Regions from separate parts of the Zea mays genome. Here region 1 is linked to region 2. Evidence: chromatin contacts called from public Hi-C data. All regions are on one chromosome and are shown on one strand. The core of a region is the stretch at or near the end of the contact, and the rest is flanking DNA. Distances in the headings are between cores, read along the strand shown. Region 1 overlaps LOC100383753. Region 2 holds the start of LOC103634046 (protein FAF-like, chloroplastic).

What was found. Hi-C and Micro-C count contacts between places; a contact is called where the count stands out from the background.
Region 1: a contact with region 2 is called in a Hi-C map of tassel, with 4 times the contacts expected there. The contact joins the enhancer-like site here to the promoter of LOC103634046 in region 2. A contact is called at or near these places in 7 of 25 Hi-C or Micro-C datasets (bundle sheath, ear, endosperm and 2 more).

What each region holds. Positions count from the first base shown.
Region 1 is chr1:37,154,986-37,158,375 of Zm-B73-REFERENCE-NAM-5.0, reverse strand. It overlaps LOC100383753, which reads left to right. Exons shown (of 20, transcript NM_001362129.1): 19 at 1-71; 20 at 143-716. The coding sequence ends at 343. Among protein-coding and RNA genes, the nearest start is that of LOC100383753, 15 kb to the left of the region's middle. Within about 2 kb of position 2,050, at least 20 of the 20 cell types and tissues checked have an H3K27ac peak or open chromatin away from gene starts, as enhancers often do. A contact at or near this core is called in bundle sheath, ear, endosperm and 2 more, where this site is marked.
Region 2 is chr1:37,077,943-37,081,530 of Zm-B73-REFERENCE-NAM-5.0, reverse strand. LOC103634046 (protein FAF-like, chloroplastic) reads left to right here and starts at 1,449. Exons shown (of 1, transcript XM_008655674.4): 1 at 1,449-3,588. The coding sequence starts at 2,162. The coding sequence ends at 3,307.

The sequences.
Region 1 (3,390 bases), core at 801-3,300, 76 kb before region 2:
AAGAAGATCATGAAGAATCAATGACTGTCTATGGTTGCGTCTGCGGTTTATTATTATCATCACATCCCCAGGTGATTCTTGAACCAGATGTCCATTATCGGTCTATATTCATTTGCCAGACCTAACTCTTTTTGTGTTGCAGATCCTCCCTCTGGTGCCTGACGTCATACATGTCTTTGCCCAAGTGGTGGTATCCCCAGATGAGAGCGATGAAGTGAAAACAAATATTGGCAAGGCTATTTCTCACTTGATATCTGTCTATGGCCAGCAAATGCAGCCAATACTGAGTGCCCTTCCACCAGCCCATGCAAACGCGCTGGCTTCATTTGCGAGTAGAAGATGACCTTGGAGGACCAGCTTTTCTTTGGTTCCTTGTTCTGCTTGATTTTGTTTTGGTTTTGTCGACGATTGCCATTTTCTGAGGATCTGGTCACATGGATCAGGCCAGATGGGAGTGCTTGCATTGCACATTGGCAAGGGCGAGCGGAGTTGTCAGGTTGGCGCATGATTGATTATATGGTGAGCTTGGTTTCTCTTTGAGATACATAGTTGTGCTTGCTTTGGAGCCCTGTACGGTTATGAGTGCCTGCCTGTATTCAGGTTCCGGATTTGGTTATTTATGCTCTTGTTTTTTATATTTTTTTGCCTGTATTTGCAATTCATTGATTGCTGTTGTATATAGAAGAGAGTTTTAAATAGAGAGAATGTACGACTCTGCAACTGGCAAATTTTGTATACATACTGCTCATACCACTTGCTAATGTTCGTCCGGATTGCGTACCTTGTGCCCAAGTTGGAAAAAAGGCGCTCCTTGTGCCGCCAATAGGAAATCATGGAAGCGGGGAAAGAAAGCAAAAGTACAGATACCACTGGAAAGCTAAAATAATTACAGGAATGATCCAGTACAATGTGAGCAGCGTGGCCATGCGTCGATCCTTAGTGCGGTTGCGCTATGCTGGTTTGGGAAAGTTTTGTTTCTTATTCGAGCACACGCTTGATTTATGTTACTGTGTGGTGATGAATGATTGTTGAGATGATCAAGTTTTTTTGGTTGGGGTTAGAGATTATTGTGTCTGTGTGGTTATGAAGATGGTTTAAGGGCTTGGATACGTGCAATATAAAACATCTCTGTTAGGTGATTCGGACTATTTGACATTTGACATAGAAGTTTGAAATAAGGGATGTGATATAAGATCTGCTTAGAGCTTGTTTTTTTAGGTTTCACTATTTTTTCTTGAGAGGGTTAGACAGAATTCCACACGGAGTGTATTTTAAAATATAGAACTTTAACATTGAAAACTACCCCAATAGAGGTCCTATTTCATAAAAAAGGTCAAATAATTATAGGACTCGTCTTATGTTGTGTTTTGCCATCGTGTTGCGTTTTCACCCAGGGTTGCGTGTTTAGGCTCAGTTTGAAATCTTTATAGCTAAAAGTTAGTTGCTAAAATTAGCAGTAGAGGTTCCAAATACCTCTGTCTAATTGTTAACCAAACACACATAAGACTCCCCCTTAATTATATGTAGCCACCGATTAACATGTGTACTCTTTCGGAATGTCTACGATCTTTGTGAGTGCTGCAGCTAGATACAAAACTAAATGAAATTAAATTCGTCTTTCTCAGTCTTTCTGTGTCCTTTACTTATTGACGAAGGATTACTCAGGGACGACAGCAGTGGTCGCTGTCGCCGTCGCTGTCCGTGTGCTCCACGATCGACTCTTTGGACCAAGGTGATTTGATCAGCAAAAGCCCGATCCAGTGCTAGCTAAAGGTCGACCGATAATACCATCAATCATAGGATCGGATCGGGTCCTTTCCTGCCTGCTCGCTCGCCTGCCTTTTAACCTAGTAGTAGTAGATTTTAAGCTTGGTCGACTGGTCTTGTACTCTTGTTCCCTCTCTCTCTTTCCTTAATCAACTTTTGTTTCCATGTATATATGCCGGTGAGGCAGTGAAGAAACAACGCACCGGCGAAAACCGGCACTAATCTTGGCCCTGGTCGGACGGCGTCGGCGCGCGGCCAACCCCGCGCTGACACGCACAGGCGGACAGCAGGACGACGCGGGCCGGCACGATCTCGGCCGGATCCGCGCCCTCGGAGCCCCCCTGCCCGCCCACTACCCCCTAAAAAAAGCCTACGGCACCGCCATTTTTGGCATCCCGGCCCGGCGCCGGCCGCGGCCATGTGCGCCCGCCTCCGGCCGGCAAAGACGCCTAGCTACCTACACCGCCCGCTAGTAGCTTTGGGGATCGGTAGACGAACAAAACGCGCTAGGCCCCGAGCTAGCTAGCTGCTGTCTGCTGGCTCCGCGCGTGCATTTCTCTCGATCTCGTCCCATTGGCCGGCTGGCGGCTGGCCGAGACCATTCGGCGGCGCCTGGACCAGGGACTGCTTGTCGCACCCCCGAACAGTGGCCAGTGCACACGTACGGCGGCGTGCCTCTTTTTTTTAGCTAGGATCACCAGGCGCGCCTTTGTGGGTACGTCCGGTCGTGGAACGAACCTAGCTAGCACGACGGGGACGAGCTATTTTCTTGATAGAAATTAAGGTGACAATGTATGTAGCAGCTAGCTAGCACACTAGCAGTGAGGTGAGTGACACTGCCGCGCTTATTTGTACCGCTGCTAGACTGCTGCCTAGTTCGCGTACGTGTCTATGGACAGCGCACACGTACACGTACATCCGATTCTCCAAGTACGCCTGCGCTCCCTCAGTCCCTCGTTACGCTACCTTTCTTTTTCTCTGTTATTTTTAGTACATGCTTTCATTCTCTTGATCTTGACCGAACAAAAGTAGCTGCCCACTTTGGATTCCGAGTCATATACATTATTACTTGCATGCATGAACCATGCACCTATACGTATATTATATATATACCCCCTCCGTCCGTCACTTCGTCCTAGTAAAACTTAATTAGGTTTCACTATATTTATAAAAAATATTACTAATATTTATATCTTTATAAATAACCTTATTATAAAAATATATTTAACAATGTTTCTGTTGGTGCCGATCTGAACGCCAAACACTGAAACGAACCATCTGGCAGTGCTTTCTGCGTAGACGCGGACGGTCCGCGGCGTAGTGAAAGTCGCCTAGAGGGAGGGGGTGAATAGGAAAATCTGAAATTTATAAAGTTTGAGCACAACTACAAGCCGAGGTTAGCGTTAGAAATATAATCAAGTCCGAAAGAGAGGGCGAAAACAAATCACAAGCAAATAAGGCGGATGGCACGGTGATTTGTTTTACCGAGGTTCGATTCTTGCAAACCTACTCCCCGTTGAGGTGGTCACAAAGACCGGGTCTCTTTCAACCCTTTTCCCTCTCTCACACGGTCACCTAGACCGAGTGAGCTTCTCTTCTCAATCAATCGGGACACTAAGTCCC
Region 2 (3,588 bases), core at 200-2,699:
CTCGCGGACGTTGGCACACACCACCAGCTCAGGCGCCACCCGGCAGGCACGTTGCCGCGCGACACGTACGCCAGCTGGGGGCTGGCGTGAAGCGTGGCGCGTCGCAGCACACTGGTGAACCTGCAGCGTATGCGTCGTAGACCCAAGTTCCGGAAAAATGAACCGAAGATACAGTAGCTCCTCAGCGCAACCACTCGGCCACCGAACTCTTTCTTCCCCTCCTCGTTGTCCGTCCGTCCCACACTCGCCGGTGCACCCTCGCCGCGGCGCGGCATATCCGGCCCACTCCGGCGCGCCGAATGGCGGCATCGATCCAGTCGCTCGCGTGCAGAGGATGCGTGGACTGCGGGGTCGCGCGCGGAGGAAGAAGGCGCCGCGCTGGAGACCTGGAACGGGCGAATCCCGCCGCCCGGCCCCCGGCGCAGCGCCCCGCGCGGCAGGAGGATTCGCAGCGTGGCAGGGTGAACGTTGCGGCGTTGCAGTGCGTGGGGACAAGAGGCTTTATTCCGGGGTATTTGGAACCTGCTCGGCACAGGGCGTGGCATGGATAGTTGGATCCTTCTGCGCTGCGCGCTAACCGGGGCATTTGTCTCGCACGCACAGGCACAGGCAGGCACACTATGCTCCGAGCGGGACATGCCAGGAACGGAATTCTACCGTTTCTTTCACAGGTAGGATAATTGGATCCATTCAAGTACGTACGTATTGCTAGCTACCTAGATCTGTCGTCTTCTCGAGCCATGCATGCGCGGTTGAATTTGTAGAGAGCTCTACCAGATATATAGTTGCACTTTTCATCGAAATAAAAGTGGAGTTATAGCATACGATCTTAAAGGAGAATCATAAAACCCCCAGTTTTTATCGGAGTCGATCTCCACGGCAAAAAAAATAATCCTTTAAAAACCAAAGAAGAATGACGAAGGGATGGCCACACACACAAAAAAAAATGATTGCCAAGGTGGCGGAAGATACGCATGGTTACTCTTGGAACTTGGGAGCATCTACGCCATACGCATGATCTGTTCGAAATCAGAAACGCAGCGGTAACCAATTTGATGGCCCGTTTTCTTTCTTCCATTCCTTCTTCGTTTCTCTCCCACTTGAATCTACTGTAAATTTAAAGACCATCTGGACTATGGTCTGTTCACTTGGCTTTAATCTATACGGGTATCTACTGTGTTTTATCGTTCAGCAGCAGTGTAACGCAAAAGTATTGAGCGAGAAATTTATGTTCTAATTAGCCAGCAACAAGCCACAGCCCCCCACAGCTAGACCAAAACCAGACAGGGAAAATGTCAAGTTACTTATATACAAGGCCTTGATAAGTAGAAACGGATAAACCACACCATTTTGTATTGCGGACAGTGTGTGCCACAAGGGAATCACTTCCAGATGAGTACAACTTAACAATACATTTCTCTCCATAAAGTTTCGTTTTCAACGGTTTTTTTTTTTTGAAATGCCCGAATGGAGTGCGCATATGTCACCGAGGGGCCCTCAGAAAGGCGAAGGTATTTGTCCTCCCCATGCTAGTGGGTGGCAGTGGTGGGTGTGGGTGTGCGGTGAGCAGAGAGAGGCTCTGGGGCTCTGGGCCGGTGAGCCCGAGCGCTCCCCCTCGGCGCCCTACAAATACCCCGCCGCTGCCGCTCCTCTTCTTATCGTGTGACCTCCCCCGATCTGGAGCTGAAGTGCTTGACGCCTTCCGCTTCCACTTCCACGGCAGCACGAGCCTTCTTCTCCTTCTCGCTTAGCGGCTATAGCGCCAGCCAAAGGAGAAGTCTGCGGGCGAGTGCGATAGATAGACACAGAGAAACCGATAGATCATCAAAAAACGAGCGAAAAAATCGGTCCAAACCCCAGGCCGGACGCGCGTTAGAGTCTCCAAAGCTTATCCTTCCATCCACTCCCCGCAGCCAGCTTCTCTTCTCGTTCCCGGTTATATTAATAACGCGGCGGCGTGCTCTGCTTCCTCCGGTTTGCTCTGCCCTGCTTCCTAAACACAAACGCGCTCTGCACCAAGAACTATATACAACGTAGAAACTAGCCGCGCCGTCACTCCCTTTTGTGGCAACCTGCAGCACGCACTTGCTGAGACAGGGGTAGCCTTGCTATAGGCTAGCTAGTGTCACTTGCCGAGGACAAGCAAGCAGGCCGGGGAGACATGGCACTGACAGTGTTCGAGACCACCGAGCAGCAGCTCCTCCCGTGCCAGCAGGCCGTCGAGCAGGGCGCTGGCGATGGCGGGGCCGCCGCTGCGGGCGCCGAGAAGGCTACCGTCACGCTGAAGGAGACGGACCGCGGCGGCGACGACGACCGGCCGGAGAGGGACGACATATGGAACATGATTCAGGCGCAGAAGCCGCCGCCGCCCGCCGCGCCCAGGCAGGCGCCGTACGTGCACCCGCTCGTGCGCCGCTCGTCCAGCCTGCTCACCCAGAAGAGCCTGGAGATCTGCACCGAGAGCCTGGGCTCGGAGACCGGCTCGGACGGCTTCTCCGACGCCGACGGCTCCGCGACCGAGCACTCGTGCCAGGGCTCCGACGACGAGCGCGGGGAGGGGGAGGAGGAGGAGGAGGAGGTGGTGGCCCAACGCGCGGCCCCGCCCAGGGCGTTCCCGCCGCCGCTGCCGTCCCTGGCGCGGCGCAAGGTGGAGTCTACCATGGAGATGAGGCAGAAGCGCCAGGACGGCCGCCTGCTCGTCAAGGTCGTGCCCGTGGCGTCGTCCACCCTGTTCCGCGCGCAGCGCCGCGGCGGCCGCCTTCTCCTGTCGTTCGCGGACACGGCCGCCCCCGCGCCCGCGCCCGCCTCGGATGAGCCGGAGACCGAGCAGCAGGCCGACGAGGAGGACGACGAGGAGGACGAGGTCGAGGTCGTGGACAGGGGCACCGTGGTGGAGGTGAAGGTGAGCGCGCAGCCGCAGGCGCGCAGCGGGAGGGGCCCGCGGGTGCACCGCTCCGCGCTCGTCATCAACAAGTTCGTGGGCGCCGAGCCGGTCACCTCCTGCGAGATCGACGGCGACGGCGACGGCGCCACGGCTCCGCAGCACCCGGTGGCCAGGCGCTCCACTGGGTCCACCACCACAGCGGTCGCGGCCCTGGCAGCGGCCTCGGCGCTGAGCGCGGCCGCAGCGCCGCCGGACAGTGGCGACGACGCCGTCCCCGGCGCCACGTGCGGCGAGAACAAGCTCCTGATGACGGCGAAGCGGCACAGCAGCAAGGAGGAGCTGATGAAGCACATGCGCCGGTGCAGCGGCCAGCTCAGCCCGTCGCTTTTCGTCTGGGAGGGGTGCATCGCAACCTCCTCCTGAACGCCGCACCGCAGCCCAGTCCACGCGCCCGCCATCGCCCATCCGTTCCGTTCCATGCATGCTTTCGACCTGCTGCTGTTTGTTTGCTCTGTTGGTTTTGTAACGTTCGTAACGTAGTGCTGTCGTTGTTGCTCGCAAGTGATGATCGTCACGTCACGTGATTGGCTTAGCTGTGTGTGTGAGAGAGGTGAGGGAGGGACAGAGAGCTAGCACTATTGGTTTGGCATGCCACCTTGTGCGTGCCCTGCTTATTGCATCTACTACTCTACCACCATTTTACA